2 separate regions of the Mus musculus genome follow, and region 1 is linked to region 2. The links are chromatin contacts, called in public Hi-C maps. All regions are on one chromosome and are shown on one strand. The core of a region is the stretch at or near the end of the contact, and the rest is flanking DNA. Distances in the headings are between cores, read along the strand shown. Region 1 overlaps Gtpbp4 (GTP binding protein 4). Region 2 holds the start of Idi1 (isopentenyl-diphosphate delta isomerase).

Region 1 (5,733 bases), core at 2,925-5,424, 85 kb before region 2:
TTCAACGGGCAGATTTAGAGAATGAGATGCGTAGTCTTGGTGTGGACATGGATGATAAAAACAATGTAAGTCTGGAGGGCAGCATGGCTTCACATGATCTGTTCTTTCGTTGTTTTCAGACATTGTCTTGCTATGTCGCCCAACCCGCCTTCAAACTCAGTATTTCCCGGACTGTAGTTCTCTAGTGCTGGTAGTCAGGCATGTGCTACCAAAACCTTCCCACAGGCAGGCGTTGCTTAACGATGTAGATACCTTCTGAGAAATCTGTCACTAGGTGATTCTATTAATGTAAATGGCATAGCATGCACATGATGTACATAAATGTAGATGGTAAGCATGTCTACTACTACCTCAAGTATTTGGAGTGGGAGGTTAAAACATCAACATTGACCATTGTCATTGCCGCTCATGATTGGTGATAACCAGTAGAGAACATTAGCACACAGGATGTGCAAGAGCTATGGCTTGAGAGCACCATCTCACTCACTACCAGCATGGGTGCTGAGCTGGACGTTCCCGAAACCTTCTCAGGAGGGACAGTGCCTTTGACCCTGGCTTCAAACTAGACCCTCTGCTAGTAAGTCGAAAAAGGCCTTCCAGAGTCTTTCACTTGTGTGATAATGGTTCTTAAGATCTTGGCTGTCTTCTCTTCTTGTTGGACAAATTTTGATTGTTACCAAGAGCACTGTTTGTGTGTTTCAGGCCCACTATGCAGTCCAGGCAAGAAGGTCTCGGAGTGTCACGAGGAAAAGAAAACGAGAAGAATCTGTTCCACCCTCTTCCACAGCGCGGAGTCGCAGTTGTTCTAGAACTCCACGTGATGTTTCTGGTCTTCGGGATGTCAAGGTTTGCTTCTTTGATCTGGGGCAAATAAAAATAAGAACCTTCAGGGGTGTTTACTTTATAGAACCTCCAGCAAGCACAAGCCATTGCTTGAGCAGGGTTGTGATTAAGAGATTAGCTGTTCACTCCACCTTCCACTTTGTAGCGTCCTTTGGAGAGGAACTTGGACCAGAAGCAGTTGGATACCCTGGATAGGTGTTCTGTCTGGCAAACCATTATGAAACCTTTAACCTGGAGGATAGACAGAGACATGACCTCATAAAGTATGGATAGTCTAGGCTTTCTCCTGTAAGGAAGTAGCCAGGAGAAAATAGTTCATTTATATCATTAGGGAAATTGTTTCCCCTTCAAGTTGGTAGCTTGTCACTATGGTATTATTTGTAATGTTTTTTTGGAAATGCGGTAGGTATTTAAAATCTCACTGAAATTTCTTTTTAAGAAAAAGTCAAATATAAGAGAAAAACTTTGTAAACTGGTAGGCCTTCTAATGGAAGCCTGAAGTTCTCATTTCAGATGTCATTTTCATCTGGAAGTCTAGGAAGTGAGTGTTGAGGCAGCGTTTTCCTATGAATCTCAGGCTGGCTGAGAGTCCAGACTGGTTGCTTCCATGTTCAGCTGGGATTACAAGAGTGCACTATGGAACTATGGGTTTTAATACTGGCATTGACATGAGTCAGATGTGGCATGTGCTCTCATGGTCCTGAGTTTCAGTGTGTTACTCTGAAAGCCTGGTCCAAGGTTTCCTCAGATAGTCATCAAGTTCCTGCAGATAGTGTGGTGGTCTGAGAGAGAGTGGTGACTGAGACAACGGGGTTGACATACTGGCTTTGGTAAAATGGTTCCCGGGTAGCACAGAAATGTGGTTTTCATTAATGTGTCTTCTCCTGCATAGATGGTGAAGAAAGCCAAGACTATGATGAAGAAAGCTCAGAAGAAGATGAATCGCTTGGGGAAGAAAGGGGAAGCTGATAGGCATGTGTTTGATATGAAGCCCAAGCACTTGCTGTCTGGGAAGAGGAAAGCTGGTAAAAAGGACAGGAGATAATGTCCTCTTCAGTTGGAACAGTTTAAGTAGACTCTTGGTTATTTTGGGTGTGGTATGGTGTGTTATAGAATTTGGAATCACCATCTGTTGACCAAAAGAAACAGTGGGAATGACTTTTAAATGCTTGCTGCTTTGCTGGAAACTGGCAAACCCTACTAAGTGTGCAGTGCTGTGCTCACTGCGCAGTTTGGGTTTTTATGTCCAGTGCGTTCCGTACTTGATGAGCTTCTTTCAGCATTTTACAGAAAAGACTTATTGGTGTACGGAGGCTGCGTGGGTGGAGGAAAACTGTTTTGTAGTGGGACTTTTGTCACCTAAAGTACCTATTTTTGTTAAGAAAGTATACCTGCTGGGAGGTCTAGGCAGAAGGCTATCCTCCTTACATTTAGGGTTTATCAGAGCTTAAACTACTCTTAAATTATTTTCTAAACCTGTAGTACAATGTATCATTGTAACTTCAACCATTTTATCCAAAGTAAACACCCAGCAAAAACATAGTTTGATGACTTACATTTTGTTTGATTTAATTGCAATACACTTGATGACCAAAAGGGGTGGTGGTGGCAGGGAATAGGACTTTGCTTTTTTGTTCTTAGAATAAAAAATAAAGGAAGTAAGTGCCTGGGGTATAGGCTCAAAACCAAAAAAAAAAAAAAAAGAAGAAAGAAAGAAAGAAAGAAAGAAAGAAAGAAAGAAAGAAAGAAAGAAAATGTCTTCTTTCATAAACACTTGCTGAATTAAGATTGATGTCCTGGAAAGTACAAAAACATCTACAAGCGGGATCCCGGTGTACCTGGAAGTGCAGCCCTGTCCTCAGATTAGAGGATAATCTTCAGACAGTCAGTGCTTCCTGTTAGGCTGCAGCTTCTGGCCTTTATGAGAATCCAGCGACTACCGACGGATTACGTACTCTAGCCTAAGATTCTTTGGACTCTATTGAGACCTCTTTTTTAAATTGGCTTTCTAATGTGTTTTAGTTCTCTGAAGAAGTTTGATGTCTTGATCTTTTTTTTTTTTAATGTCTAGATGATTAAAGTCTATAATCATTTCTATGCCTAGTAACTTAATTAAATCATAGAATTAGTCATGTAACAGAAGTTCTAGACAAGGCTTTTTTCTTAATGGAACTTGTATTTATTAAAATGTCTGAGACATTAGTGAGAAAGGGTAGAGAGACTGGAAAAATTAATGAGAGGAGGAAAACAAGGCTTAGCTAGAGTTTGTATTTCCCTTGGCAGAAGTCAGGAAAATTCAACATAAATTATGAAACCAAGATTGTTGACATACATAATACTGGTTTTTCTAAAGACATCTCAGCTGTTCAATACAAAAGAATTAAGCATATTTAGGAACAGAATGTTTGTGACCTTGAGCTGAACTGTGTTAGGCGTCAGTTCTCATTGCTGTTAGGACTAGGAAGAGGTGGCTGTGAATGCTGGCTTGGTACGTAGGCTGCCTTTCTGCCTACCAGGTCCTTTAGCGGTGCTGGTTGCTAGCAGGAGAAGCAGGGGTGTTGTGAAGGTTCAGCAGCGTCCCCTCCAGAGAGACACTAACAAGGAAAATGTTAGAGGACCCATTCTGATTGTAAGCATACACAACAAGGTAATAGTAATAACATTGTGATACTGTCATAATGACAGCCATACAGACTGTTGGAACAAAGTAGACAACTCAGAAATAGGTATACTAAAAAATGGACTGGAACTAACCGTGGGCAAAGGACTCTTTCTCCAGCAGCCATTTTGGGAAATGTTAACATATATGGTCAAAAGTTGGACTCTACACCCCACTAGATACATAAATTTTTAAAAGCCTAAGTATAAGATCCCTAAAACTACAACGTTTTAAAGAAAATGCTAAAACTATCATAACATTGGATTTGACAATTTCTTGGCTGTGACATCAGAGTTATAGGCAGGAAAAAAGAAAGTACATAAACAGGACTCGATTAGAATTCTGTAGGAGACTGCCTACAGAATGGGAGAGCAGGTTTGCAAGTGTGAGTAATACATGGTTTGTAAATTCAACAGTGACCAGCTCAAGTATCGGCAAAAGTCTTGAATATCTATTTTTCCAAACAAGATAGTCAAGTGCTCAGATAGCCATACGAAAGCATCTGGGGTTCACCTAATCGTTAGGGAGAGTCAGCGAGAAGCACGACTGAGCACCAAGACGGTCAGATCAAACAACAGCCAAGAAGGGGCAAGCACAGAAAGCCAAGCAAATCCTTCCCTTGTAGTTCTTCCCTCGGATGTTTGGTACAGTGCTTACCTAACATGGAACACACATGGGGATAGACAGTCAACACCCAGGTGGCTGTGAGAACGCTCACCATGCCTAGCTGCTTATCCTGCTTGATACTCAGATAAGTATCCTCCCTTGAGAAACATAACTAACCATATTGTAAAAACTACCTCCTTCGTTTTTAGTTCTTTTCTAAAGATAGCAGTCAATCTTGTTTGTAAGAGTGATGATATCATGTTTATTCTATTCCTGGGGTTTAATACATAAAAAGAAAAATGTTTATAACCAGAAAATGTAATTATTTTTAACTAGGTTACTCTTTGTTCACTAGATTTAGATTTTTCTCTAGATCTGTCTGTGATAATATCACTAATACAGTGATCTGAAGTTAGGGTCTATTTCCATCAAGGTAAAAACCATTGCTCAGCCAGGGGGTGGTGGCCCACGTCTTTAATCCCAGCACTTGGGAGGCAGAGGCAGGTGGATTTCTGAGTTCGAGGCCAGCCTGGTCTACAGAGTGAGTTCCAGGACAGCTAGGGCTACACAGAAAAACCCTGTCTCAAATAAACAGAAAACAATACCAAACCATTGTTCACCGTGGGGTGGGTGTGATGTTTATTGTTTGTTGACTACATGGGGAATTAACAAAAACCCAAATTGGAGAGCACATAGAGCTGTGAGGGATTTTTGCTTAATTTGAAGTTGGAAGGTGCTAGGTTTTGAGGTCAGAAGACACACCTTTAATCCAGATCTTTTGATAAGGGAAGACATAACCTCTAATTAGGGTTGCACCTTCTGCTGGAAGCCTATATAGGGACATAGAAGGAGGAGTCTTTTGCTCTTTGCCTACACCAGCAAGTCCATTCCTTCATTAGCATTAGAGCCAGCTTTTTTTTTTTCATATACCAATGTTTTCTTTTAAAATGTTTATTTTTGCCGCTAATTAAGTATACGTCTGCGTGTCTATTGTAGGGTATGCGCATGTGAATGAAGATATCTGCATAGGAGTCAGAGGTGTTGGGTTGTAGCTGAAACTACAGGTCCTTGTGAAACACCCAATAATGGTTCTGGGAATTGAACTCAGGTCCTTTGCAAGTGCAGCATACATTCTTAACTCCTGAGCCATCTAGAGCCAGCTTCTTTAGGATTCTAGCATATACCAAAGACCAAGTGAGAAATCCAATCTCATAGACTGAACAATTACTGAGGTCTTGTACCTTCTGTACATAGGCAGCCATTATTGGATTATCTGGAATACAGCGTGTAAATCATTCTAATGAATCCTGTGTGTGTGTGTGAAGAGAATCATTCTTTAAGCTCTGTTACTTTAGAGGTCCCTGACTAAGGCAGGTGGGAACATTACTAACATGGTCTTAGCAACTGCACACATCTTGTCTATTCCACATAAGGATGGAGGATGCGAGGTAAGTGACCTCAACACTGCACGGAAGCTATTTAGGGGGAAACAAAGATTTGCAATCAGCCTTAGAAGGTCAGAGATGACAGAAAAAAGTCTTGGATTCTTCCTGGGAATTCCAGTGCAAAAATTGCTGAATTTAAATGTTGCAGCAGAACAGGGGTGATGGCATAAAAGACATCCT
Region 2 (6,265 bases), core at 2,308-4,807:
CTACCTCTACCTCCTGAGGGCTGGAATTTAGCTCACTGAGGGCTTGCCAAGCATGGATGAAGCCCAGGGTGTATACTTGTATTCTCAGCGCTAGGAGACTAAAGGCAGGCAGATCATCACCTCACGGTTGTCCTCAGCTACAGCTCAAGTTTAAGGTTAGCCTGAGCCACATGAGATCCATGGACTCTCAAATATAAATAAATAAATAATAAAATAAAATAAAATAAAGAGGGTGGCCAGAAAGATGGCTCAGGAGTTAAAAGTGCTGTCTTGTTCTTCCATAGGACTATGGTTTGAGTCTTAGCATTCACATGGCAGCCAATACCTGTCCTTAACTCTAGTTCCAAGGGATTCAACTCCCTCTTTTGGCTTCCTCTGGTACTGCATGTAGATGGCCCACATGAGACACATGCAGGAAAAAGACACAAAGTAAAAATAGGTATTATTATTATTATTTAAAAAAGAGGCTGAGAGATGGCTCAGCAGTACCTACCAGAAGATCCAGATTTGGTTGCCAGCACCCATGTGGGGATCGAACACTCTCTTTTCTGGTGTCCTTGGGCACCAGGCATACATATTGTGTACATAAATGTTGGCAAAATGTTCATACATATAAAATAAATTAAATCTAGGAGGTATTTTTTAAAAAAGAGTGAGATAAAAATTTAGCTAGATTTGGAATGTGGGCCAATAATCCCTGCATTTAGGAGGCAAAACCTAGCATTTGGTTGGAGGCCAATAAGAGCTGGGCAGCAAGGCACTGTCTCAAAACCCAAGACAATAAAAATGCACATAGTAGTTCTTATTGAAGGGCTAATACAGTAAATCCGGAAGTTAAGAAACACAGATCATATACTACTATAATCTCAGCAACTGGGATACTGAGGCAGGAGGATCAAGAATTTAAGGCAAACTTGGACTACATAGTTAAATTCTATCTCAAAACAAAGTTACTGGCCTGGAACTTAAGGAAGAACACACACCAAGAATGTACAAAACTCTGGGTTCCACTCAAAGCATTGCTGAAAATTTCTTTCTGGTAATTACCCAGTGTCTTAACATGCCTGAGTTTAGGCTGCAGACTGTGTAATAGTAGTAAGAGCGGGTACCTCTTCCAAGGGTATTCCCAACTCGGCTTTCAAGCGCCGCTTTGCTGCTCGCTTCACACCAATGGCGTTGTTCTCTTCCAGCTCGCCTGGGTTACTTAATGGATGACTACAGCAACTATTGGTGAAACAACCTGGGAAAGAGTAATATGAACAAAGAAGAATTTTTTCCCCAATCCTTGAAAGACCGAGGAAAAACTTTCCTAAGTAATCAGATAAATAGAATTTTAAGTTAATTATAACAGGTTTCCAGAAGTATTTTCTAAAAGACATTTATGGGTAAGTTTTAAAGCTTTCTTAATCAAGATCAAAACACAGAGATAATTCAGATTAGATTAGACTCAGTGGATAAGGTTACTTATTATAAAATACAAGTGAAGCCGTGTGCCTGGCTGATTCTTTTAGATGTTGGCTCAAAAAAGTTCAGTCGGATTAAATAGTTCCCAGCAAACTCTACCTTATTCATTAAGTATACCAACCTGGAAAGGTAATTTTAGCATCTGATCTCTGCTGTAACAGGAGCTTATTTTCAGTATTAAACAAGAAGACACTAAAAGCTCGATGTAATAATCCTAAAAGCAAAACAAATATGATTGGTCAGATTTTGCCAGCTATTTGTCTGGTTTTCCCTCCTGAAGTTGAGAATATGATTATTCTCAATCATATTTTGACAGTTCTGCTGCTTCCCAGTCTTCTAACATGAAGTTCTCTGTGGCTGAACCCAGACCATTTGGTATCCTGCTGTGTGTGTGTGTGTGTGTGTGTGTGTAGGATCATATTTTCCTTCAATACCTACTCCTCTCTCTAATCTTCTGAAAGACAGACTTGAGAACTATGATAATATCTATTCCTTCTTTATGATCCCCAAATAACTCTGAAGCCACTTAGTGGAGGGAAATATTACAGGAGAGGTAGAAAGGTAGATTTTACTTGTACACACCATTTAACTGGAATGAAAGGTAAGACAGCATTAAGAAATGAATCTCTCAGTACTTGGGGGGCAGATGTCTGTGACAACCAGCCAGTCAGAGCTATACACAGTGAGACCCTCTTCAAACCCCAGAAGAGAAAGCATTCCTTTCATCTCAGGATTTTTCTTAGCTAAATGTCCAGACAAGTCACTTTATAACAAAGAATACTTTAAGACAGTACCTTTGTCGATGTTTTCATTAAGGTGACAGTTTTTCTTGGTGTCAGCCCCAATTTTATTGTCATTTTCATCAATAAGAATACACATCTCCGCTAGAAGCTGAACCTGTTTTTCATCAAGATGGCTGGTATTTATTTCAGGCATTGTGACAGAATGTCTGATCTGACCTAGAACACTAACACAGAGAAAAGTCATTGTATTAGTTTGACATTCTAACACAAACACTGTTAGAAGTGAAAGTGGACTTCAATTACAACATTCATAAACTAATTTAAAATCCTCTCTAGGGCAGTTTTCAAATGTGAGCAATTTGTAAACTTTCTGAAATAACATCTTGAACTCCTAATGCCAGGATATAAAGAATGAACTTCAGAATCACAGGATAAAGTGATATTTTCTCACCCACTTAAAGATGTTTAAAGTACAAATGCACATCACCGAACTCAAGAAAAAGATCTAGACACATAACGAAGACGCGTTTCCATCTCTTTATAAACCCACGTGGACGTTTACCAACCACAACACCTGCAAAGCACTCTTAAACTAGAAGAAAGCTTAGGGGTAGACCTATTTATTCATTTTTGGAAGAAGACAAGTGAAGTACTCCATACTGGAGGGAAGAACAGATTTTTCTCAGGTCCCTTTTTATAACTCAACTCCCCAAGGGCTATGAACCATTACATTTCACGACTGCTGAATCGCTCGTCAGGGAGTTTCCATGGACAACCCTGAGAACCCGATGGGACTCAGTCGGCCACCCAACGCTTTCCAGGACCAGGCACCCAGCCCCGAACGTCAGAGGCCACCATGGCGAGTCAAGCTGGGAAACCGCATCACCTCAGCCTCATACAGCCACCCACCCTTCTTGGTCCCCTCTCGCCATCCTTCCCCAAATAGAAGGGAGGCTTACCAGAGATTCCGGCTGCAGGTGCTGAGAAGCTGTGCGGAGAGCTGTACTTCAATCCTCTCCGCAGCATGCTCCGCCTCCAGGCCCCGCCCTCTAACAGCATATCCAATCGCTCGCGCCAGTGTCCGTCCGCGCCACATGCCTCCAGCCAATTGCCAATCTAGCACAAGCCTGACGTCACGGCCGCGCCAGGTTAGCGCGCGGTGGCACCACTTGCCCTGCGTGTGGCTCTGAAAGAAGCGCTGGAGGTCTCCAGGAGTGATTGCGGCCCTGGGACCCGAGCGAGGGTGTTGGCGACTCCCAGTGGACAGCTGAGACGGCCCGCACGTCTAGCTGCTCCGCGGTGGGGAAGCTTCCTTTCTGGGGAGGCTTCTTGAGGAGGGTTCGACCTGTCGGTCGCCAGCCAATGGCACCTTGGACCATGCCCGGGCTCGCCAATCAGCTGGAGGCAAGGCTAGGGCGGGTCCCTGACTCTCCTTGAGTGTCTGTGCGTGATGATGTCAGATGCCTTGAGAAGCGCGCTCTGACAACTACAGTTTTCTCACTGGAATTCCTGTGGGTTGGTCTTGATGGAAATTAAGAAAATTCAAGAGATCATTGCTAATGGGTTAGTTTGGAAGCTTTACTCCTGCCTTCTCAACATGTTATTCCGGTCTGTTTCCAGTTAGAAGGTGCTGTAGATTTGCAGCAGCAATAATTCCCAAGGCGTTTTGCAATGTGGAGTAATTGTCCAGCAAAGTTAAATGAAGTAGAGGCCGATTGGGGAACCAGCGTTTGGACTGAATTAATTTGACAGTTGTTAAACCATCGTGTGACAGTCCATTCTTAATAAATTCAGCGACTCAAGTTACTATAAGATAGGAATTTTTCACTACAGATTATATGTGAAGCTTTTGTAAATTTGGTAGCACACGTCTTAAACCACAGCACTCAGGAGACAGAGGCAGGCGGATCTTTGAGTTTGAGGCCAACCTGGTCTACAAAATGAGTTCCATGGCAGCTGGGGCTACACAGAGAAACCCTGTCTGGAAAAACGAATTAATTATTACATATACAATTGGGGAAAAGTTTATGTCTCGAACAACCAAGTAAATAAAAGAACAAATAGGGGCTGGAGAGATAGCTCAGCAGTTGAGAGCACTGGCTGCTCTTCCAGAAGTCCTAATTTCAATTCCCAGAAACCACATAGTGGCTCACAACCATCTGTAATAGAATCTGATACCCTCTTCTTGTGTGTCTGAAGACAGTTACAGTGTACTCATACAGAAAATAAATATATCTTTAAAAAATAAATGAATAAATATAATAACAGTTATTATTAGTTACAGTAGTAATTATCATTATGATTTGGTGTAATTGTGAAAAAGTTAATTTAAGCTATTACCCCAGTCACGTTTATTATTTTTGTAGTATATATGTGTAGTGTATGCATTATGTGCAAGTGTGTGTTCAGGTACATAATGCCTTCCTCTGTTGCTTTTATTAACATTTTACTTTTACAATATTAACATTAATATTAATGTCAACACAATGCTCAGAGGCTAGTGGAGCTTAAAGGACAACTAAGAGAGTTCTCCCAGCAAGCTCAGGTCTTGAGGGTTGGGAGCAGGCGTCTTTACCCACTGAGCTACCTCACCAGCCCCTCCATCCCATCTTTTCATAGAGGGCATCTCACTGAATTAGAAGCTCATTGATTTAGCTAGATTTTTTTTTTAAAGATTTATTTATTTATTATATGTAAGTACACTGTAGCTGTCTTCAGACACTCCAGAAGAGGGAGTCAGATCTTGTTACAGATGGTTGTGAGCCACCATGTGGTTGCTGGGATTTGAACTTCCGACCTTTGGAAGAGCAGTCGGGTGCTCTTACCCACTGAGCCATCTCACCAGCCCCTGATTTAGCTAGATTCTATGGCCAGCAAATCCTCATGTCTCTGCTCCCCAGTTTGCAGATACACACTGACATGTCTGGCCTTTTCCACGGTGCTGAGGATCTGAGCTCAGTCTTCACACTTTCACCCTTTACCCAAACCCTCTTCCCGGCCCAGTGTCTGTGCAGCTCAGGTGCATATTTCCTACGTATGATTTTGTAATATTCTTGGTCATTTGGAAAATATTGAATTACTGTATTAAGCAAGTCTTCCAAGTGTTGACAGATTTCATTATTCATTATCAATCATATTAATATCACCAATAATCTTGAGACTCATTAGGCACCTTTCCCTGGGGGCAGTCTAAGGAGTGAAGCATTGTTGAAACACTGCTAAATACTATTAAGTCATCGATAATGGTAATAATAATCCTTTATTCCAAATATTCCTTTAAATGTTATTTTTCCTTTATATGAGCTGAAATGGGAAGTGGGGGTTGATTGCCTACTTAACAGATATTTCCCTCTCCTATTGATACTTTTATCAAGATGGGGAGAGGGTCACAATAGAACTGGCTGTTCTTTCAGAGGACCACACCCACACTGCAGATCATAACCATTTGTAACTCCAGTTCTGGGGATCTGAGACCTCTTGCTTTTACTAACACCAGGCACATACATAAATTCAGGCAAACACTCATTCACATAACATTTTAAAATCTTAAAAAAATAAAATGGAACATTTTCTCAAATGACCATTCCAAAGGCCTGTGACTGTAGTTTTTGAAGATGATATCTTGTGCTATGCACCATAGGCTAAACTGAAAAGATATAAGTAATCTGGATTAGCCTTGAATTAACTAAAAGTGTTTCCCTGTGGCAAGGACAATGATTGAAATATCATTTATCCTCAGGCTGGCTTTAAACTAGTATTGTGCCTCTATTGCTGATGAAAGTAGTTGAGGTGTGATATAGCCTTAGGCTTCTCTTGTACTTCCAACTTTCCTGCCTGGGTTTCCTAAGTGCTGTGATTTCAGACATGCACCACCATGTTTGGCTTGAAATATTTTAGTCTAGTATGGTTTTTTTTTTTTTCTTTTGAGACAGGGTTTCTCTGTGTAGCCCTGGCTGTCCTGGAACTCACTCTGTAGACCAGGCTGGCTTCGAACTCAGAAATCCGCCTGCCTCTGCCTCCCGAGTGCTGGGATTAAAGGCATGCGCCACCATGCCCGG

The links. A called contact is a pair of places that touch in the nucleus more often than the background predicts.
Region 1: a contact with region 2 is called in a Hi-C map of the G1E-ER4 cell line, with 2.1 times the contacts expected there. The contact joins the enhancer-like site here to the promoter of Idi1 in region 2. A contact is called at or near these places in 12 of 39 promoter capture datasets (3T3-L1-derived adipocytes, the C10 cell line, the HPC-7 cell line and 8 more), 3 of 15 datasets of contacts at CTCF or cohesin (CD8 T cells, the G1E-ER4 cell line and embryonic stem cells), 44 of 484 Hi-C or Micro-C datasets (the AML12 cell line, B cells, the Ba/F3 cell line and 24 more), 24 of 115 datasets of contacts at active chromatin or transcription factors (the 230-238 cell line, the SCID.adh cell line, SST interneurons and 11 more) and 4 of 9 other capture datasets (adipose tissue, liver, macrophages and 1 more).

The regions. Positions count from the first base shown.
Region 1 is chr13:8,969,277-8,975,009 of GRCm38.p6, reverse strand. Gtpbp4 (GTP binding protein 4) reads left to right here. Exons shown (of 17, transcript NM_027000.4): 15 at 1-65; 16 at 703-846; 17 at 1,736-2,546. The coding sequence ends at 1,888. Among named protein-coding and RNA genes, the nearest start is that of Gm23923, 16 kb to the right of the region's middle. Within about 2 kb of position 4,174, at least 1 of the 459 cell types and tissues checked has an H3K27ac peak or open chromatin away from gene starts, as enhancers often do. A contact at or near this core is called in the G1E-ER4 cell line, where this site is marked.
Region 2 is chr13:8,882,898-8,889,162 of GRCm38.p6, reverse strand. Idi1 (isopentenyl-diphosphate delta isomerase) reads right to left here and starts at 3,557. Exons shown (of 5, transcript NM_145360.2): 1 at 3,167-3,557; 2 at 2,259-2,431; 3 at 1,586-1,678; 4 at 1,110-1,240. The coding sequence starts at 3,303.